Linked DNA regions of Gossypium arboreum: region 2 is linked to region 1. A link is a contact called in public Hi-C data. All regions are on one chromosome and are shown on one strand. The core of a region is the stretch at or near the end of the contact, and the rest is flanking DNA. Distances in the headings are between cores, read along the strand shown.

Region 1 (6,935 bases), core at 1,011-3,510:
CATGATAAATCAAGTATGTTATTACAACCATCTCGTGATTGATCTTTGGGCATACTCTTACAGAATGCACATAAGAAAGTTATGCTTATGAGACTTAATGACATTTATGAAACTTTACCTTATTTTAATTGTATGATTTATGTTGCTTATTATTTGCATGTGAACTTACTAAGCTTTAAAGCTTACCCCATTTTTTTTTCTTTTCTTATAGTGTCGCCAAGCTAGTTTGGGGATCGGAGAACGCCGGAGTTTTCGATCACACTATCAATTGAATAATTGGGTATAGCTAGTCTTAACATTTTGAGTATGGCATGTATAGGGACTTAGTTTTTTTGTTATGTGTCATATTGATTAGCCAAATGTGTTGGCTCATTATGGTATTATGATTCATTTTGTATATGGCCATGAGAGGTGGCTCATATTGATTATTTGGGTTGTAACCCTAATTAGTTATGCATGCATGTAAGTGTGTTTGTCCTTGTTGTGATTGTTTGTGATTAATGTGTATGACAATAAATGTGGTATAATGATGAATAGATATGAAATTGGTGTGAACTGCCATATGAAAGCCTAATGGTTTAAGTATGTGATATGTTGACACTACCAAGTTATAAATTAACCATGTATGTGAATGCTTGACTAACTCAAGGTGTCATGTTGCATGCCATGAAGGTAGTGTAGGTGGGTGAGTGTTCAAGGGTGGCAAATGGCTTGGAAAATAGCCTAGAAATTGTCCACATGGACATGTTTCTAGGCCGTGTGAGACACACGATCTACCCCATGGGCGTGTGATCCGGCCGTGTGTCTCCTGCACCCTAATTAATGCAAAATAGAATGCCCAGTAGTAAACACACTGGCAGAGACACGGCCGTGTGTCTTAGTCGTGTGGAGGACACGGCCTTAGGCATAAGCGTGTACCCAAGCTGTGTGAAGTCTGCACTTAATTTTGAGAATTCAATTCGCCACATGGCCTAAGCACACTGGCGTGTGCTGTTACATTATGGACCCTTTGGTACACCCATAATTAGTTAGTGTATGAGGGTACACACTAGGGAGTGGGAAAATTGGTGGTCTTCATTCGCAGTTACTGTGTGGAACTAGCAATTGTATTATAGACTCTTTGGTATACCAATAATAAGTTAGTGTATGAGGGTACACACCAGGGAGTGGGGGAATTAGTGGTCTTCATTCGCGGTTACTGTGTAGAACTAGCAGCTTTGACTACTATTTCTCTTCGTTCGAACTTGAGTGCTCTCGTTAAATGGTCTCTTTCACTTTCTAACATGGTTAAGGTAAATGCGGATGTGAGTTTTGTCTTTGCACAAAGGAAATCATGTTCAGAAGTTATTATTTAGGATGAATTGGGCCAAATTTTAAGAGCATGCAACCAACTTACATGTTCTGTGTGGTCGGCGTTTGCTGCTGAAGCACTGGTAGTTGTTCACGGTCTTCGATTTGCTTATGAGATAGGTTTCCATTCAATAGTTTAGAAGGGGATTTTAAAGCTACCATTGAGAAATTAGTTGATACGGTAGAGGATCTATTGGAGATTAGTGCATTAACTTGGGAAGCCAAGGAGCTTTCAAAAGCACTCTATACTTGTCACTTTTAGTTTGTGGGTAGATATGGGAATAGGGTCACGCATGCAATGGCTCGTGATAGGTTACAGAGAGGCGAAGATCAGTTTTGGGTGGAGGAAGCTCTTGATTCAGTTGTTCTGCTGCTAATGAAGATCGTCGCCTCATAGACCTCCCTTAATTTTTGTAGGGCGTCTGTCCTTTGGGGCTTCTTCTTCAACTTTTGCCCTATGTTTGGCTATTTGGTTTTCCAATAAAGTGACCGATTTTTCATAAAAAAAAATAGATGCTAAATACTAGAAATGTTTAAAATGTTTTGTAAACTGTGAATTAGAATTACTTTAAAGTAATATAGATTCATATGAAATGTATATTTATATATTGAAAAATAAATTGAAAGATTGAATTTGTTATTAGGCCAATAATTAAAGCCCATGTTAGACTTCAATTACTGAGTTAACGAAATTAATGGAAGAGTGGTTAAAATATTTAATTTTAAAAAAAAAATTGTGATTAAATTGAAAAGAATAATAGTTGGGTGCTAAAAACATAACCAAGTGTACAATTATGTGACTTTTCTTGCAATTACTCCAAGTCTAAATGGGTGGAATATTCTAAACCCAGCAACGCCGAAGAGAGGCAGGCAATCCATTGTCACAAAGGCCATTAAAGGCCGGGTTTCTTAGCCCACATATAAGACATGGATGGATCGGTTTTACCCTCCCCCAAGTCCAAAATCCAACACTAGGAGGAAAATTAAAAAAAGGTTAATCTTTCTTACGGAAGACATCAATAAAGGTTTTTAAGCAACAATGAAGCTTTTAGAAGTGAGATTATTATTATAATTATTATCCAAACAGAGGACAGCAAGAACACGCTATCTCTCAGATTATTCCAGGCAATCTTGCACCACCGCCTTGAAGGAAGACCAGTTAAGCCAAGAGTGAGATATTATTATTTACATAAATACTGAATTAATATATTTTATGTATAAATATGAGGAATACCGATGGGTCTGTTCGCATCAATGCTATGCCCAAAGTGAACGACTGACTGGGAATTTTCTGCAATTCAGGACTTGATAATTTCCTTTGGGTAATTTCAAATTTGATAAAAGAAATTCCATTGAAGAAGTAAACCTGGGGAGTGAAGAAGGCTCCAGATTACGGCCGTGCTTGTATTGCGCTGATTGGCTGCTTCGTTACTGGCATTTGATTTTCCGTAATAAAATGGAATCGCCTGCCGATTCTTCCCCGATTAGGCCCCGTGATCGAGTCGTACGGGTATGTTCACTGTTCTTTTTTTTTCCCTCTGATTATTCAATTAGGTGAAAATGTGAAAATGTTGAAGTTTTATTTTATTTTATTATTCTTTGTTTTTTTTTTCTAATTATACCTTGTGGATTTGTTAATATTGGATTGAATTGCTGAAAAGAACTATTGATTTTGTAATCAGAGGTTAGCTGCTTTAGGGATTCCAATGGAGTACCTTGAGAAGCGTTATGAGGGGATAATTGATTTTGTTAATGGTAATGGATTATTGTTGCCACAGATAGTTTCCGCACTCTTACCTACAGATGAGGATGTGGCTGAGTCAATACAAGATGCTAGTTTAAGGTCTAAGAAATGGATGTGCCTAAGTATGAAAAATCAATTTCGTGAGAGTATGGTTTGGTTGCAGTGGCTGATGTTTCAGGGTGAACCGACAAACACTTTGAAAAACCTAGAGGACTCGAGTGTTGAACAACGCGGTGTTTGTGGTGCAGTTTGGGGATCGAATGACATTGCATATAGGTGCCGGACATGTGAGCATGATCCAACTTGTGCTATTTGTGTTCCCTGTTTCCAGAATGGGAATCACAAGGATCATGACTATACGATTATCTATACCGGTGGCGGTTGCTGTGATTGTGGGGATGAAACGGCATGGAAACAGGAGGGGTTCTGCACGAAGCATAAAGGTTCTGAACAGATTCGACCACTCGATGATAACTTAGCAAACTCTGTTGGTCCAGTGCTTGATGCACTCTTTATTTGTTGGAAAAACAAGCTATTGGCAGCAGAATGTATATTTCAGGAGAATATGAGAGCAACTGACTGTGGTGCCAAGCAGAGGAAGGCTGCAAATGAGCTTACTTATGTGGTTGTTGAGATGCTTATAGAATTTTGCAAGTGTAGTGACAGTTTGCTTAGTTTTATAGCTAGGAGTGTAATTTCTCTAGATGGTTTATTGGATATTCTGGTTAGAGCAGAGAGGTTCTTTGGTGATGGTGTCGTGAAGAAGCTCCATGAACTGCTGCTGAAATTGCTGGCAGAGCCTATCTTCAAAAATGAATTTTCTAAAGCATTTTTAGGTTACTACCCAACTGTTATACATGAAGCCATAAAAGAGGGAAGTGACAGCATTTTCAATAAGAAATACCCACTGATCTCAACTTTCTCTGTACAAATATTCACAGTGCCAACACTAACTCCTCGTCTTGTGAAGGAGATGAACCTATTGGACATGCTACTGAAATGCTTGGAAAACATTTTTCTTTCTTGCGCTCGAGAAGATGGTCGTTTGCTGGTAATTTCTATTATTCTTGATTCCTTTTGTGTACTAGGCCAAAATTACTTGAGGACAAATGATTTGGGCATTGAAAAGAGAATAGAGCCTGAGATTTGCTCACATTGTATGTCCATTTGGTTATAGGAATGAAAACAATAACTCCTGAAAGCAGTTATTGAAAAATTTATTTTACTAGTAATGCGTTAGAAGTTTTACAGTCTATGTAAGTCTTTTTGTTTTGTTCTTTTGCAGGCTGCTAAGTGGGGAAGTTTGTATGATACCACTAACCGTGTAATTGAAGACATCCGGGTTGTTATGAGCCATGATGTAGTCTCCAGATATGCAATCCATGAACAGAAGGACTTCTTAAGAGCTTGGCTAAAGCTTTTGACTTTTGTGCAAGGGATGAACCCTATTAAGAGGGAAACTGGCCTCCATATTGAAGAAGAAAATGAGGCTATGCATTTGCTTTTTGTTTTAAGCCATTCTATTGCCAATATTCACTCCCTTCTGGTAGATGGTGCATTTTCTGTTGCCACAAATGAAGGGGCAAGCTGTCTTCCTTACGTTTATATGCAAGATGTGGATGATGGAGATAGCATAAGACATGCAAAAGTAGGAAGGCTCTCCCAAGAGAGTTCTGTTTGTAGTGTAACAGGAAGGAGTGTTTCAAAGGCTACTGAAATAGGATCTGATTCCATATATCATTCAATTCCCTCCACTGTCATCTGGTTAATACAGGAGTGCTTGAGGGCTTTGGAGACTTGGTTGGAAGTTGATGGCGGGACCCCTGCTGCTCTTCAGAGTTTATCTTCTTCAAATAGTAGTGGCATTTCTGATAGCAATTTTTTGGCAATAAAGAAAACCTTGTACAACATTAAGAAAGGCAAATATTTTGGGAAGCTAACTGGTTCAAGTGAAAATCAGAGCTCACAATGTTCTTCACCTGTATATAGTGGAAATCGAGCAAGTGATGAAATGGAGATTGCTAAAAATATAGGCTCTGAGAGTACAAGCTCTTCAGCTGAAATTGATCCTGTTGCATGCGATTATATGGGTTTGGATGTCAGTGCCATGGAGACAGACAGTGGCATAGGAGTAGCGACTCTACATGTTTTGAGTTTAAGGGAATGGCCAGATATCATTTATGATGTTAGTTCACAAGAGATATCTGTTCACGTTCCATTATATCGATTATTTTCCTTGCTTTTGCAGAAGGCATTGAGAATGTCTTATGGTGAATCTATAATGCCAAAAATAACAAATGCTTGTTTGACAAGTTCATTATCAGCACATGTAGATTTCTTTTGCCACATCCTTAAGGGCTGCAATCCTTTGGGGTTCTCTGCCTCTGTTATGGAGCACCCTTTACGGATTAGGGTATTTTGTGCTCAAGTTATTGCTGGAATGTGGCGGAAGAATGGGGATGCTGCCCTAGTATCTTGCGAGTGGTACCGCTCTGTTCGCTGGTAGGTTAAATTGTGCTTTATTTGTGAGTTGTAACTAGTGGGAAAAGGTCCCCTAAGTTTCCATTTCTTAGTTGTCAAGTTCTTTCTGGTGTTCTTTACTTTCAGGACTGAACAAGGTTTGGAGCTTGATTTATTCTTGATGCAGTGTTGTGCTGCACTAGCTCCTCCTGATCTCTATGTTAAGAGAATTGTAGAGCGCTTTGGGCTGTTGAACTACCTCTCTCTTACTCTTGAGAGGTCAAATGAGTATGTATTTACACCTTTTAACTTCTAGTTTTACATCATTAAAATGCTTTTAAGTTCATTTAGTTTCATTAAAATACCTTTTGTTGATTTCTCCAAGATTTATTGCTTTACCAGTTGAATGGATAACTTTAAGGAATGAATGCACCGTTTTATTAAGAAATTTAATACTTGACATGGTTGCCACAGCTTCTACGTGGTTTTTGTGCCTTCATTTTACATTCTCAAAATTTGCTGTTAAGAAAATGTACGTAGCAAAAAGTAAAATGATATATTGATTATGTAACTTCAACGAGAGCATGATGAGTCCCTATTGAAGTCATTATTTTGCAAATCACAGAAGTCTTTTTTGTTATTATTTTTTTCTTTTGGTTTTGCTTTTTTTGCTTTTGAAGTGAAATCTAGTAGCAAAGATGGCCTAGACACTTGCACTCCTTTGCACCCTTAAGGATACTTGCAAGATTCTGCATTCATGTTTGATATAATGTGACTTGTACCATCTTTCAGGTATGAGCCAGTTCTTGTTCAGGAAATGCTCACTCTAATCATGCAAATATTACTAGAAAGGAGATTTTGTGGACGCAATACAGCTGACAGTTTGAAAAGAGAACTGATTTATAAGTTAGCCATTGGAGATGCTACTCACAGTCAACTACTGAAATCTCTACCACGCGAGCTTTCCAAGTCTGACCAGCTTCAAGAAATTTTAGATAGGGTTGCTGTATACTCTAATCCATCAGGCTTTAATCAGGTTGGAATTTTTGGTCTTACATACCTTTCGATGTTATGAGTTGTCAAAATGGCTTTGACCTGTTAATATTTCATAATATTGATGTATTTCAGGGAATGTATTCATTGCGGTGGGCCTATTGGAAGGAGCTGGATTTATACCACCCTCGTTGGAACTCAAGGGATTTGCAAGTTGCAGAAGAAAGATACTTGCGTTTCTGTGGTGTTTCTGCAATGACTACTCAGCTGCCTAAGTGGACAAAGATATATCCTCCTCTTGAGGGAGTCGCTAGGATTGCTACATGCAGAGAGACACTTAAGATTATTCGTGCAGTTCTATTTTATTATGTTTTAACTGATAAATTTA
Region 2 (7,420 bases), core at 2,685-5,184, 270 kb before region 1:
TTTTCTCTAGAAGGCAGAGCTTGATAACTAGAGTTAAAAGGAATTCCCTCCAAATTCATATCATGGTCAACACCACAATCAATCTTTGAATCCGAATATATTGGTTGAACTTGACCCATTTCAGAGTCAGTTTTAAGCACCTCCCTGAGGTTAGCCTTTGAAGGGTTAACTTGAGCCACTGTTATGTGATAATATTCATCCTCTGTGGATGAACTTTCATCATTGTAAGGCATAGCCTGGTGAGTCAAAGCTGTGGAAGACAATTCCTCACCCTTATCATGGTGGGCTTCAACATCAAGACTTGCATCCAAGTTTGACAAATGCATTTGACAGCATTCAGTCTGGATGATTTCTTCCTTGGGCCTAGCACCACCCCCTACTAAGTTATGCTCTGATGAACTTGACGAATGTATTTCATATAGCTCAAGCAGAGTGTCTTCCTTTACAACTGCATGCCAATCTCCTGGTGCAGCCTCTGAAAATTCAACGGGGTTCATCAGATGCTGTTGTTCTTCTGGTAAACAATCCAAAATCTTACCCATTCCTTGCTCAGCAGCAAGACTCATCTCTGCACCAAGGCTCAATAAGTCCTCTTGATTCTGGATAAAGCTGTCTTCCTTTTTTGAGAAACTGTCCTCCAATCCTTCGTCAGAAGATGACGAGCCTGCATCTGTTGAAACATATTCAACCACAGATTTAGGCACCGGTGATACATTATGATCGGAAAAAGTGGAAGAAAACCCTGATGAACCAGCATATATACCATCATGCACACTGATCTCTGGTAGATCCCTTACCCTTGGTTCGTTTTCAAACAAATCCAAGGATGCTGCATGCATCTCTTGAAAACTAGAAGTACCCTGTTCTCTTGTTTCACCATGCCCTTCAGGTTCCTTATCAATTGACTCAACAAACATTGAGGGTGCACCCATTTCAGATGTCTCAGTTTGTGCCTCAGAAGATACAGATGAAAATGAGAGGATCTTCTCAACTGATGGACTTGAATCATAAACAGGTTCACTATGCTGATTATCATCCACCACCCTAGTTGTAAAATGGAATTCTGATTCTTCAAATGATGGTTGTATGGATATGGAAGATTCTTTAATTTCATGACCTCTCGGTTCAAAACCTGCAGCTCCTACTCCAGTTAAATCAGATATCTTTTCATCTATTTCTGATAGCGATGACAAAATGAACCTACTGCTAAAATCCTCGTCAACTGGCCCTGTTCTGGGATAAATGTCACTTGGATTGAGTTCTACATGAGTAGTTGCTCCAGCTTCAGAAAAATTTGATTCTGTCAGTCATATTGAATTGCACATGAGCAGTTGCTCCAGCTTCAGGAAAATCTGATTCTGTTTCCATCTGACTTTCTCCATCTCCGAGTGTGATCCCAACCACAGCAAGGTGAACACCTCTATTCTCAACTTGATCAACACCTGCAAGCTCAACATCCCCAGACGATATGCTCTCTTGTTCATCATGGAAAGAAACATGATCTTCATTTGTGACCAGTTCAGTTTCTTGAGAAATGTCTTGCTCATATGACTTGTCCTCCTCATCCACAACTGAACTCACTGATTCAGTATCAGGAACAGAACTCAACTTCGACTCACTAACTTCACTTGACTGCCTATGGAATGAAGAAGAGCTAGATCCTTCAGTTACTAAGTGCTCTGGGACAAAATATGGTTTCCACTTAAGCTCTTGCTGAGGAAAACCTAAAGATGCTGGTCCCACATTGAAGCTTTCATGTCTTCGTAAGAAGGCTTCTCTTTGGGGAACTGTTTCCCTTTGATTAAAACCAGCAAACTCCTCCTGGAAACTATCTCCTTTAAGATCAGGTTTTTCCTCGCTCGAGTCGTAAGGAAGATCAAAAGGGTTTCTTCTTGGCTGCAAAATAGTCGGAGCTGACGCCGGAATGGGCGGTAACCCTAGGTCAGCATAGGAATCATATGGAAATTCAAATGGATTATGTCTTGTTGTAGAAATTGGTGTAATGTTTAAGGGAATATTAGCACTATTCACGTCCATCAGATTCTTCTCAATCATCAATCTCATGTTTTTACGGGCTCTTCTCCTTGCAATAAGATTATCCAATCGTTGGTTTCTTTCGAGCTCTGAAGTCCCCAAATCCATGAGATTCTTTTGATCATCCTCTGTCCATTTGATTGCGGATTTACTTTCATCCTCTTTATCTTCCTTAGCTCCATCGCCCGCATCCTTCTCATCGTCGTCATCATCATCTTCCTCCCTTTGGTTTTCTAACTCATCGGACTCAACAATTTCATCATTATTACTATCATGAGACCTCTTTGAGATGGCATCTGAACCATTATCAGAAAACTGAGCTGGTTGTGGAGCTCCAGAGCCCAAAAGCGGATCCAATTCATCAAGCATCGGAATTATATCAGCCATTGAAGCATCAGGAGAGGAACTCTCAGCACCATCAGAACCAAAATCCAACGATTCATCATCACCATCATCCTCATTGTCCACAGCATATTTCCAAGAGAACACCAGAGAATCGAATTCATCATCCCTTTGTTCATCACTGAGATCTTCTCTGAGTTTGCAATCCTCCACTTCAAGATTCCTATCTCCTACTGTATCCGTCAAAACATGATGATCATCCGATGCCTGCACCATACTCAACTGGCCTTCACTTCCTAGAATCTCCTCCTGGATTTCCCTCTTCTTCTCCACCAACGAATCATTCAATGATCCCTCTACCTCATCAATCACCCCATTCTCACAATGAATATCCCTAGAATCCAAATCGTCATCCACCAACAGCTTATAACGAACTGAACCATCATCTTCCTCGACTTCACCAACCTCATTATCGACCAAATTAACTTTCTCCTCAGCATTCTTGACTATACCCCACCTCTCCCCTACATGTCTTTCTTCAACAAAATCATCACCACCTACATATCTCTCCACAACAGTATTGTGCTCAGTAGCCCTGGTTTTCAATTCTGGAATATGATGGCTAGCTTTCTCTTCTTCTTCCTTTTCATTGATTTCAGGTATGTATGGTGACCCAAAACTCAATAGTGTACCAAGTAAAACAGCAGTGCAGACCAAAACAGGAGATGCAGTAACCAAAGCAGAAAATAACAAAGGAAATGAGGTATACAAAAGCATCAAAAAGCAAACCAACCCCAAAAAAAATGGATGATTCCAAACTGATCTATAACATATTTTAACTGATATCACCATTAATTTCCTAACTCTAACTCCAAATTCCAATCTTTGAGTTCCCATCTCTCACTATAATGATAAACTTTTTATCTCCTTGACTTCCAAACTGTTAAGAAAAAAAGAACCAGTTCAAAAAAAAAAAAAACAATTGGATCCAAAAGAAACAAATATATTATAAAATTTATGAATGAACTCACCTTAGAGATAGAATTAAATGAAAGACAGAGCAATCAAACTAAGATCAACCCAATAGCTAAAGAGCACAATTAAGAGTTCTCCAGTGATGAAACTGACAAAAAAAAATCAAAATAAAATTTTAAACAGAGCTGAATCACGTAAAATTGAAAGCTTCAAGCAAGAGATAAAAACTCAACAATACCTGGAAAAACCCAGAAACCCCGAGGATTTTAATACTTGGGAAATTGAAACTGAAGGCAACTCTGAAAAATCTTAAATACAAAGAAATCATTAATTAAATTTCAGCTTTGTTTTTTTTTTCTCTTTATTTATTTTTTTGCTTACTTATTAAAACAGCTATGAAGTAGTGATGGTGTCACTCTCTCTCTCTCTCTCACATTTGTTTATTAAGTAGTTTTGCAGAGAATAGAAAGGAAATGTGGGGTGGCACAAAAAGAAGATCAAGAAAGTGAGTGATCGAAAACGGAAAGGAAAGACGCTTTCTACTTCCTAATATCATTATTACTACGTGTATATGTGGGTAACGTAAGACATGTTATCTAAAATTTATTTAATAATTATTATAGGTGCTAGTAAAGAAGTTATGATGCACCTGAAATTCTATTCTATTTAAAATATAAATTTGTATTTAAAATAATATATAAAATATGTACAATATTAAGATAAAAATTAAATTAAATTATAAATAAAATAAAATTTAAACACATAAATATATTATATTAAGATTACTAAATGTATTCGATTAAAATATATAAATAAATTGAAATAAAATCTTGATTGCTTGGTAAATTTAAGTATGGATACAAGTCCCGTTATATGCATAATTTTTATTCTTTTTTAATTAAAAAGATTAAAATACACTCCAATAATATAATTTGGTTTAAATATAGAAGGTCATTTCTGTAATTTCTCTAATCAAGTTGGTGTCGAGTTGACTCGTGAGACCAACTCAATTAGAGATTTTATTAATAATATAGATACAATTGATGGATGTAATAAAGTGTAGGTCAAATTTTGTTATTAGAACTTGTACTTTGTGTAAATTGTGGATTTAGTACATGTACTTTAATTTAATTAATTTTAGTCCTTATACTTTTTTCGAATTTTAAAATTTAGTCTGACGTAATGGTAATAGTTAAATCTATTTTGTTAAATTATGCCATTAGTATAGTATTATGCGTAAAGTTATAAATTTAGTCCATGTTCACTAATTAGATCATTCTTAATGGCTATATGTTTTGAATTTCAAAATTTTAGTATTAATGCAAACAACAATCGCTAAATCTATTAATTGATTTTTTGTTAGTAATATGTAAAAACAAAAACAAAAAATATATAGCATTTCACATGTGATAATATATTTGACACATCAAATTTTAAAATAACATAACTTTATGGATTTAATAATTATCATTTAGTTAGGACTAAAATTTTCAAATCTAAAAGTATAAAGACCGAAAATAACCAAATTAAAGTATAAGTATTAAATCCACAACTTGAGCAAAGTATAGGATCTAATATCGAATTTAACCTAAAGTGCATAATAAAAATAAAATGTGTAAAAATATTAAAATCAAACTTTGGTTAAGTGGTTAATTTAAAATTTTGCTAACTTAATTGACATATGTTCAAATCTCATCATATGCATATTTTTATTGATTTTTTAGTGAATAGAGTTTTGCTCACCCCTAAATATAAATATACAATTGATGGAGGTAATAAAATACTTATAACAAAATTAAAATGAATAAAAAGTATTAAAATAAAACTTCAGTTGACTGGTAAATTTAATGATTTGCTAACTTAATTAACATATGTTTAAATCCCATCATATGCATATTTTTATTGTTTTTAAATAAAAATACTAAAATACCCTCAAATAATATAATTTACTTTAAATGCGAATGAACATTAAAATAATTTTTTCGACTAATTTAAGACTCAATTAATGGGTGACACCAACTCTATAAAGAGCTTTATAAATAGTATAGATATATGAATGTGATTAAACATTTGTTGAATCTTTACCTAGGTGTTTTTACTTTATTTTATTTAAAAATTAGATTTTGTTTTGGGTGAAAGGAAAGAATATTTTCTTTTAAATATTATTTAATAATGAATATAGGTAGGTGATAATAAATTTATGTTTTAATTTTTTATGAACACGTACTCATGATTAAAATTTTCATTTTAATTATTTTATTTAAAGATATATAAAAATATGAAAAAATAAATGTGTCATCATAATAATTTTAATTATAATTTGTAAGAAATGATATTTTTACAATTTTATAGTCCAATTAAGGGTAACATCAACTCAAGAAATTATTTAAATATAGTATAGATAACATAAAAGTATAATATTAGTTATCATTTAAAAGAAATGGTGTATTAGTATTTTCTCAATTAATTACCAAGATAGTTAGTGGCATCGGTGGATGCATCGTTTTTCTATTGGAACTAATGGGTATCGATACTAATTTGTTTTGGAGTATTGTTTAGGATTTATCCGTATTCTTAAAAATATAATAAAAATATCAAATGAATAAAATTAAATAAATTTCAAGTACAAAATATCATCGGTTATATAAAATATTTATCAATAAATTTGCTAATAAAACTCTATCATTCGACAAATCCGAATAAAGAAAAAATATCTTATATACATTAAACAATAAGATTACCCCAAAAAAACATCTCATACTAAAATGGAAGAATAATTATTTTGTCCACTGTAGGTAGAATAAAAACCCACAAGTAGGATTAAGATGATGCCAAGTATTTTTTAATTATTTAATTATTATTTTATAATACCCTAAAACAAATAACATTAACCTGACCTATTTGTGGAGTTTTTTACTCCATTAACATTGTATAAGATAATTATTCAAATATACTCTATAACATATACATGAAACTGCGCTTGTGAAACTTTTAAAAATTTGTCTAATTTTTCCTTTTATTTTTATTATATAAACTATTTACTTATTTTATTATTTATTTTCTACTTTAATTTTAAACCTTAAATTTTAAGTTTAGTTCGGTGAACTTTAACGGTTAAAATTTTGTTATTTATTACTATAAAAGCAAAAAATTTTAATATTTTTTAACATTATTCATGCACTAATTGATACGTAATGTTTTGATCAATGTAATTGGCTAATGGAATAAGTCAGCACAATCGCTACAAGCCCAAATTTTTACTAGTATGAAATAAAAAGTTAGTTGTTCTAGTCTTTTATCAAAACGTTGTGCCCGAAACTAATATGAAACAAACTACATTAGTTTGGTACATGTTAATCAATGACACTAATTTATTTAGAAGTTTATTTGTGTTAGATCTCAAAATATTTTTTCATGAAAGATTTTGTAGGTTAGCGTAAAACTCATATAATAAAATTTTCATTTTTTATGATTATAAAAGAACAGAGAGAAACCTAAAGAAACTTTTGACTGACAACTCATACTTTCAAACCTCTATTCTTATATGTGTCAAGGTATATTTTATTATTCTATTTTTTTCCTGTTTCTTTCTTTCCTATTAATTTTTCATTGGAAGGAAACCAACTCTTTATATTCCCCTAATTCTTTTTATTAGTACAAAATTGAAAAATTTCCAGCAATCTCATATGATATTCAAAGATATTTTTATACTCATACTTTCTTCAATAAATACTAAATAGAGACAAACTCTCACTAATTTTCTCAAACTCATAGAGCTTCTTCCATTAAAAAATACCAAAAGAAAATTTATATTTAAAGTTTTGTATTATATATAAAATATTTAAATTCATACTTTGGCATCAAGTTATACATTTTTTCATTTCAGTATTTAATTTTTTGTCTCATTTTGATACTTAAATGATCCTCCATTATTCTGTTCAATTCATTTTTTTAATCACGTTAAAAAACTGGTTAACATGTTACACCAATCAAAATGTGTCACATAACACATCCTACCAAATAGAATGTGCCATGTAACATTAAGTTTATTAAAATTAAAATTAAAATT

Evidence for each region. A called contact is a pair of places that touch in the nucleus more often than the background predicts.
Region 2: a contact with region 1 is called in a Hi-C map of leaf, with 4 times the contacts expected there. The contact joins the promoter of LOC108464790 here to the promoter of LOC108464792 in region 1. A contact is called at or near these places in 2 of 5 Hi-C or Micro-C datasets (both in leaf).

The regions. Positions count from the first base shown.
Region 1 is chr13:79,330,061-79,336,995 of ASM2569848v2, reverse strand. LOC108464792 (E3 ubiquitin-protein ligase PRT6-like) reads left to right here and starts at 2,260. Exons shown (of 18, transcript XM_017765064.2): 1 at 2,260-2,508; 2 at 2,653-2,860; 3 at 3,033-4,145; 4 at 4,380-5,596; 5 at 5,702-5,842; 6 at 6,347-6,590; 7 at 6,683-6,935. The coding sequence starts at 2,807.
Region 2 is chr13:79,596,488-79,603,907 of ASM2569848v2, reverse strand. LOC108464790 reads right to left here and starts at 3,934. Exons shown (of 5, transcript XM_053024319.1): 1 at 3,590-3,934; 2 at 3,408-3,499; 3 at 1,293-3,316; 4 at 1-1,291. The coding sequence starts at 3,273.